2 separate regions of the Mus musculus genome follow, and region 1 is linked to region 2. A link is a contact called in public HiChIP or PLAC-seq data. All regions are on one chromosome and are shown on one strand. The core of a region is the stretch at or near the end of the contact, and the rest is flanking DNA. Distances in the headings are between cores, read along the strand shown.

Region 1 (3,327 bases), core at 580-3,079, 120 kb after region 2:
TGACAAAGTATCAGTATCAAACCGATACACCATGCTGATGTATGCCTTGCGGGAAGGGGTCTTGGATATCTGGGAACTCTGTGTTACTATCTCAGTGCTTCTACAAACGGAAAACTGGAACCCCCAAATAAAGTATATTATTAAAAACACAACAATAACACAGGGTACCAGGCTTTCCCATGGTCATTAAGCCACCCATCTGCTGGCCACGGAGCTCTGCTTGCCAAGAAAAACTATAAAAAGCACCTCCCACCAGATTTGGCTTGGAAACTATTTCCCCGGAAATCCTCACCCTCCACCCTCACCTAGAGAGAGAGAGAGAGAGAGAGAGAGAGAGAGAGAGAGAGCCTGAGAGAGGAGTGTGAATTCCCTGCCAGCTAGATAGGACTTTAATCTTAATGAATACACAGCCCACTGATGTGTGTGAATGGCTCACAGATTGCTAACTGTGTCTTTTCAAGGGAAACCTGTCCCTAGAACGGACCTCTAAAAAACATGAACACTGGCTCTTTGACTATTATTATCATCTCTAGCTGAAACGTAAAAATCGTCACTAAAGCAAGTCCCTCCCCAAAGGTTGTCCGTGAGGACCCTGCTGGAAGAAAGGGTTAATGCCACCAGGACTCTGCAACTCCCCAGCCTGGCATCAAAACCCTTCCTACGCACCAGGCACCAGATGCCCGCAAGCCCGCAGCCACTGAGGCATCTGGAAGCTGCCAGCAGGCTTGCCCCTGAGCCTGCCGCAGGCAAGGGCTGGGCTGTCAAAATCAGGAAACCTGGTTAGGTTTTCTTGTTTGCTCCCAGGCAACAAGTTTTCTAACCAGAAAATGCAATGTGAAGCTGGGCATAAAGCCTGCTACCGCCTCTGACAGATGCTGTTAAATGCTGGAGTGACAGAGGCGTTGCCCAGCCCCCAGCAATAGGGGGCCAGACTAAACTTCAGCAGAAATAGCCGGTCCTCCTCTCCCAGGTGCCCCATCCATGAGAGCATGGGTGAGGGGCTGGTGAAAGCTCACTTAGTAACCTGGTCCACCTGCAACGACTGGTAAACTCGGAGAGGAAATGGGCCAGCCTCCTGGCACCAGAGGCAAACCACCCTCAAGCATGAGACAGAGCCTCTTCCTTAGTTTCAACACAAAGTCCCCAACAACCGGCTCCCAGGATGCCGCAGGCTCACTGTCTCACAGCCTCAGGGGTAAGACTGTCAGGCTCAGCTGCAGCCTCTCTGACATCCTTGGGCACACGCCCCTCTACCTCTACCGAAGCCACTCTCAGAAAGCAAAAACATCTCCTCTACAGCCTCTGGGCTGAACTAGGGAGCTAACCATCCTTTGTTATACTGACAGTGACCCTCAACCTCCTGGAAATCTCCCCCCTCCCCCATGGTGTGGCCACTCTGGCTCCCCTCCCTGTCACTAGGGCAGGAGCAACCCCTGCTGCAGGCTCCAGGAGGAAGCCCTGCATCGGGTCCCTAGGCCCTGTCCCCGCCAGGGCTCTAGGACTAAGCTTGGGGAGCCTCTACCGACCTTCGATAGGGTTCAGATAGTCATAATCGAAGAGGATGGAAAAGTCCAGCTCGTCTTGGGGACTGCCCCCGGGCTCGTGGCCGGGGCCGTCCCCGCCATCGGGGTCGGGCTGCGGCTCCGGGACGTCCATGGCTCGGGGCGTTCGGGATGCGGGTTCGTATAGAGTCGCGGGGCGCAGAGCAGGGGTCACCGTATCTGTGGCGCACGGTGAGGCCGAGGATGGCTCACGGCGCAGTGGGTCCTGGACGCGTCCGGGGAGCGGGTGGCGGCGCGAGCTTCCTGCTCAAGGCACCTGTTGCAGCCTGGAGGGGGCGGGGACGGCGGTGGCTGGTGGGGCGGGGCGCCGCCCGGACGGGGAGGGGCACCGCCCGGTCTGGCCTGAGCGACAGGCCCAGACAACTTCTGCTTCACCTGCTGCTGTCTGACCCAGGGTCCGGTCAGAAGCTGTTGCCTGCGAGCTCTACCTTAGGGACCACTCGCTGAGCCTTTCCCGATTCCTAGGAGAGGGGCGCCCTGTCTTCTTGGGGATGCCCACAGCTATGGCTCATGCCAAAGTGTCTGTCTCTGATTTGCAAGCTCTAAACTCAATTGACCAGGCCTGGGCCACCTACCACGTGCCACCCAGCATATAGCAGCCACTGTGGGCCGGTTGGGACAAATTAGGGATAAAGATCATCACCCCTTTTGATAACCAGGAGAGAAACCAGCAGAAGCTGCGAAGGCTTTGGCGCCAGAGGGAAGTGACACGCGAAGTTTGATTCATGATGATCTGGGGACCCTGTCCTGGTAGTGAGAACAGGAAGTGGTCTGGTGTGTGGGAGGCAGGGCTGACAGGTAACCTGTACTTCCGGCTGACGGAAGATGTAGATTACCAGGCTCCTCCTCGGGTCTCTCAGTTCCTAGTCTGGATTCAAACCCAATATTATGGAATTTTGATCAAGCCCCTAAGGCAGAGGTTTGGGGTGACTGCTGAAGAACCCAGGGCCACCCTCCAAAGAGACTCCCAGTTAACAACTTCTCAGAGCAAGAAACAAGGTAGCAAAGCGGAGATGGGCAGTGCTCCCTGATAACCCCCACCCCCACCCCAGCATGATAACAGTCACCAAAACAGCTTTTAAAAGCCAGGCTCCGCTGCAACTGCAACCTCAAGAGAGGAGGTGATAAGACCAAAGATCAGAAGTCTAGGTGGGTGGAGCCCTCTGGTCCTGGTCACCCAAGCTTGGTGACAATGACTGCACTCCTGCCTGGCAAGCATTCTTCAGGGGGAGCCACTTCTCCACTGAGGAGGTGTATCTCAAGCCATCCATCACTGAGATGGGTGTGGTTGGTTAGGCAAACTGATAGTCCCAGTACCAGAGAGGCAAAGACAATAGGATTGCCTCATTTGAGGTCAGCCTGGGCTACAGAGGGAGAGAACTAGTCTTGCCACCAAAACCAAACCACTCTCATCTTTCTTTTCGGAAATCTTTGCTGAGTAACTGCTGCAGATGCTGAGATGCGGGCTACTGCAAGGCTATCCTGCTACCCTGGTCACAGGACACAGATGTAAAGAGCTGTGAGCAGGCTTTTCTAAACTCCCCAACACACTACAATCCAGTGGAGCCTGGTTAAAAGCTCCAGGTTCCAGGCTTACAGAGTACCTTCTGGCTGTCAGGGCATAAAGGAGAATTGTAGTGGGAGCATCCAAATGTCTTAGGGGTGGGGACTCCAGCCAAGACCTTGATCTCTAGAAGGAAATGCATCTTCTCCCCAGGTCCTTATGACAGGGACCCAAGGTTGGACTCTGAAATTTGGCCAAGGA
Region 2 (3,723 bases), core at 191-2,690:
CCCATGGATCTTCCACAGCAAGAGATGGTGTGAACACTGATCACAGGTGATTTGGGGAGGGTGCTTGGGCTGCCCAGGTGTGCCCTGTGTGATCATAGATTATCAGCCAAAGGAAGTTCATGGAGACCAGCTGGTGAGGCACATTGCTGGCTTAGAATATGGAGTTTCCTGGGAGCCCTGTCCCAAGGGCAGCTGTCTTATTTCCTAAGAGGCAGGAGGGGGGGTCCTCTCTGGAGGGACCTGCTGAGCATCTCCACAAACCCCACTTTGGACTTCTGGTCCCCAGAGCTGCGACTGTAAGTTTTTGACACTTTAAGCACTGCATTGTCTACAAATGTTTCCAGAACCTGTAGAGTCAGGTGGGGATTGGGGTGGCGTGGGCTCGGGAGCTGCTGGGTCTCAGAGGGGAATGTGGGGTCTTATTACCATGGGTTGTAGAAGGCAAAAAGCATTTTAGGAAGGAAAAATGTAGACAGCAGGGTCTCGGGGACTCCTGAAAGACGGGGAGGGAGGACTTGACAGCCCATGAGAAGCATAAAAAGCAAAAAGCTGGGGTGAGACCACGAGCCGGGAGATGGGAAGCCATGGTGTTTAGGATCCCAACTTAGTTTCAGCAGGGTGGGCCTCAGGAAGGGCCAGGGTTGGGCAGAATACCCTTTGGTACTCAGAGGCCCTGGGGACCACTGGTAGTATGTGAAGGGTAACTGGTAACTGCGAGCCTGGGTTTCTGGGAGCCCTGAGGTTTGAGGGCCAGGCTGCGGTGTTGCCGTGCGGCCTGCAGTGGGCGCTGTGGAGCCCCCACATCCGCTGCCTTTCTCACCTGATCAATCGCACCCCCTGGGGAAGTTCCAGTTTCACATTTGTCTAGTAAACAGCCGCTGGCTGCCCGCCCTTCCTTTACCTGCCCCATAGGAGCCATCGAGCTACAGCAGAGAGTGCTTTACAGGCAGGAGGGCCGCAGGTGACTGCAGGCTGCCGGGAGCAGATGCTGGCCTGGCAGCTCGCGGACCAGAGGGAGTCATGTCGTTATTGCTTTCTGCAGTGAAGGGAGTTGGCGCTTGCCAGAAAACAACCGCTGTGTAACCAGAAATGAACACACCAAGCCCCATGGGGCACCAGGAAGGCCTCTCTTGAGATCATTGTTTGGTTTTGAAAAATGGGTTAGATATTAGGAAGTGATTAATTTTTTTTTGTGGCTGTCTGTCTCTTGTGCATGTCAAAGCTGTTTATGATGTCTGTTTATTCAACCCCCTATCCTCCATGTACTGATGTCCTACTGTGTGCTGGGCGTGGAGAGGTAGCCCCGAGCCCAGGCAAGCACTACCCTCCTCTCCTGGGACCCACAAGATGAAACAGTCAATAAGCAAGCTGACATCTAATACCAGCACTGGCTCAGCATGTAGGGCGCCTCACGGGGTACCTTGCCACTGGGGAGGAAGAGCCAGGAGCACTTCCGGAGTTCGGAAGTGGGCACTTCCGGTACTAAGAAAGGAGAACCAGAACTGGGAGATGTGGTCTGAGAACAAGGGAGGCAAGCTGTGTGAGTGGAGATGGGGAGGAGGGAGGATGGCTGAGGATGCTACCTGGGGTCCGGATCTAAATGCTAAGGCCCATGAGGTGCTTTGCCTATAGGCAGAAGGGGATGCGAGGTATCTTGAGACTTGGTCTGGCTCTGCTGTGGGCAAGATGGGTGGGAAATAACCGGGAAACTTGAGAACTACCATGTCATCCAGGCAGATGAGGGGAGGTCTCTGGGTACCGTGGGAGGAGGCGACAGACACCTTAGAGACAGAGCCACAGAACTCGCTGATTTGTAGGAAATGGGGCTGTGAGAGCTCAGGGTGACCGCAATATTGTCCCTTAAGCAACTGTTTGGATGGTGTTGCTGCAAGCTGGTGGAGAAGGGAGGGGTGGAGACCAGGAACTGGGGAATCTCAGGCATGTTAACTAGAAATGCCCTGTGGCTGGCACAGTGAAGTCATGCAGATGTGTCCACATCTGGAATCTTCTAAAGGAGTCTGAACTGCCCTGTTCAAAAATGGTCCTGGGAAGCCTGGCCTATGTGGCCTTGTGTCACTAGGCACAAAGGCCCTGAGATAGAATCTTGTGGGTCTACACTGCTCCTGGTGGGGCGCTTGAGGGACCTTGGCAAATTTGTCCTAGAGGTTGTGGTTTACTGTCCCTCCTCAAAATCTGGCTAAGTACAGTATAGTCCCTGCAGTACGTTTGATGGCCATGATGGCACTGTGCACTTTCTGAGTATAGAATCTGCAGGAAAAAGGAATTCTTAAAGCAGCTGGGCTGGGGCAGTCTCCTTGGCTGTACCTCTAGGTTGGGCTGTGTACACACAACCTCACTTCTGGGTGCTACCAGGAAGTTGGGGCAGGTGGGCTCAGAGAGGCGGTCTAGGGAAAAGTTTAGTCCAAACCTGATGTTTGTACCACAGAATGTCATGAGGGTTACAAGCCAGTCCCCTCTGCCTCCTCCTGGCTGTGGCCTTCACTTTCAATTACTAATGACTCTTGTGGTTCCGCCTTCTTGCTGTTTGAGAGTCAACCTGGTTCTGTGCTTCCTTCTGGTCTATGACCCCAAAGAGGCTGCGCCGGTGTCTGTCCTACTTTCTCTCTGAAGCCTTCTGAAGCCCCCACTTGCTACCAACCCAGAGTCATGCCTCCCCTGCTGTAACGCTGCTGCTGCTGTTGTTGCTATGGCACGAGTGGCCAGGGACCCCTGCAAGACTGCTGTCACCCCAGGGGTTCCAGTGTGTGCTTCCTTTACATCTGGGGAGTTTTGAAAAGTGGACAGACTCATTTCCGGCTCTTAGGGTCTAGTTAAAAAGCAAAGAAACCCCAGCCTCTATTATGTTTTTCCAGATCTCATGGCAAATGAGCTCCCTACAGGAGCTCAAGGCTCAATGGTGAAGCCCAGCCGTGGAGTGATGCTGTAGGAAACCGATAGCAAACAGAAGCCAGTGTCTGTCAGGGTCCTGAGACTGGGAAGGTGGCGACTGTTCTCGTTTTGCATCAGGGGAAACAAACAAAAAAAATGGTTCAGATTTATGTTTGCCAGGAAAGCTTGCATGGAGATGTAAAAGATGTCTGTCTATTTTGAGTGGGTGTAGTCTTGCTCCTGTCCTTGGCTGCTTGCTGATGCTGGCCTTCCAGAAAAGCGTGGAAGAGCTTCAGAAGTGGGGAAAGACACAGTTACAGCAAACATTCTACAGGGTGCAGCCAGCTTGGGGTGTCTGCTGCTGGGCAGGTGCTGGGTGTGTGGCAGCGGAGGTGGGGGGTTTCCTACCCACTGAAGCTATGTGATCATTCCCGAGAGCTTGTATTAGTGGCATCCACACCAGCTACCGGGAGCCATGGGCTCACCAGGAAACTTCTGGAATCTGAACCCTGTAGGTTGAGGGGCTCTTTGAGGGCTTCTGACCTAAGTCACTGGAGGGGCCTGAGACCTGCCAGGTTGGATGTTTGCAGCCACCGTGCAACTCCCTGTCAGGGCTTGGCACACCTGTCCCCATGGCCCTGCTGGCTGCAGGCATCAGAAGGGGTGGAGGTGAGGTCTAGAAATCCCAAGAGCAGATCATGGTTGGGTAGAGAGAGTCTATGAGGCACAGCCCCCAGGACTTCAGTGCACAACTCTCAAGGGTAGATGACGGTTGAATAATATTAAGATTTTAAGAAATAACAACTCCTTCCACCTGTCTTGGGCACTTTAACT

Evidence for each region. HiChIP or PLAC-seq counts read pairs in DNA pulled down with a chosen protein or histone mark.
Region 1: a CTCF HiChIP or PLAC-seq map of CD8 T cells shows a contact between it and region 2, with 24 read pairs. The contact joins the promoter of Nfatc2 here to the enhancer-like site in region 2. A contact is called at or near these places in 18 of 39 promoter capture datasets (the 3T3-L1 cell line, 3T3-L1-derived adipocytes, cranial neural crest and 11 more), 2 of 15 datasets of contacts at CTCF or cohesin (CD8 T cells and embryonic stem cells), 29 of 484 Hi-C or Micro-C datasets (the AML12 cell line, B cells, the Ba/F3 cell line and 21 more), 39 of 115 datasets of contacts at active chromatin or transcription factors (CD8 T cells, DN3 thymocytes, the HPC-7 cell line and 28 more) and 5 of 9 other capture datasets (adipose tissue, embryonic stem cells, liver and 2 more).

The regions. Positions count from the first base shown.
Region 1 is chr2:168,588,536-168,591,862 of GRCm38.p6, forward strand. Nfatc2 (nuclear factor of activated T cells, cytoplasmic, calcineurin dependent 2) reads right to left here and starts at 1,830. Exons shown (of 11, transcript NM_001136073.2): 1 at 1,527-1,830. The coding sequence starts at 1,656.
Region 2 is chr2:168,472,226-168,475,948 of GRCm38.p6, forward strand. No RefSeq gene overlaps it. Among named protein-coding and RNA genes, the nearest start is that of Gm33413, 35 kb to the left of the region's middle. Within about 2 kb of position 1,441, at least 117 of the 459 cell types and tissues checked have an H3K27ac peak or open chromatin away from gene starts, as enhancers often do. A contact at or near this core is called in B cells, the Ba/F3 cell line, CD8 T cells and 20 more, where this site is marked.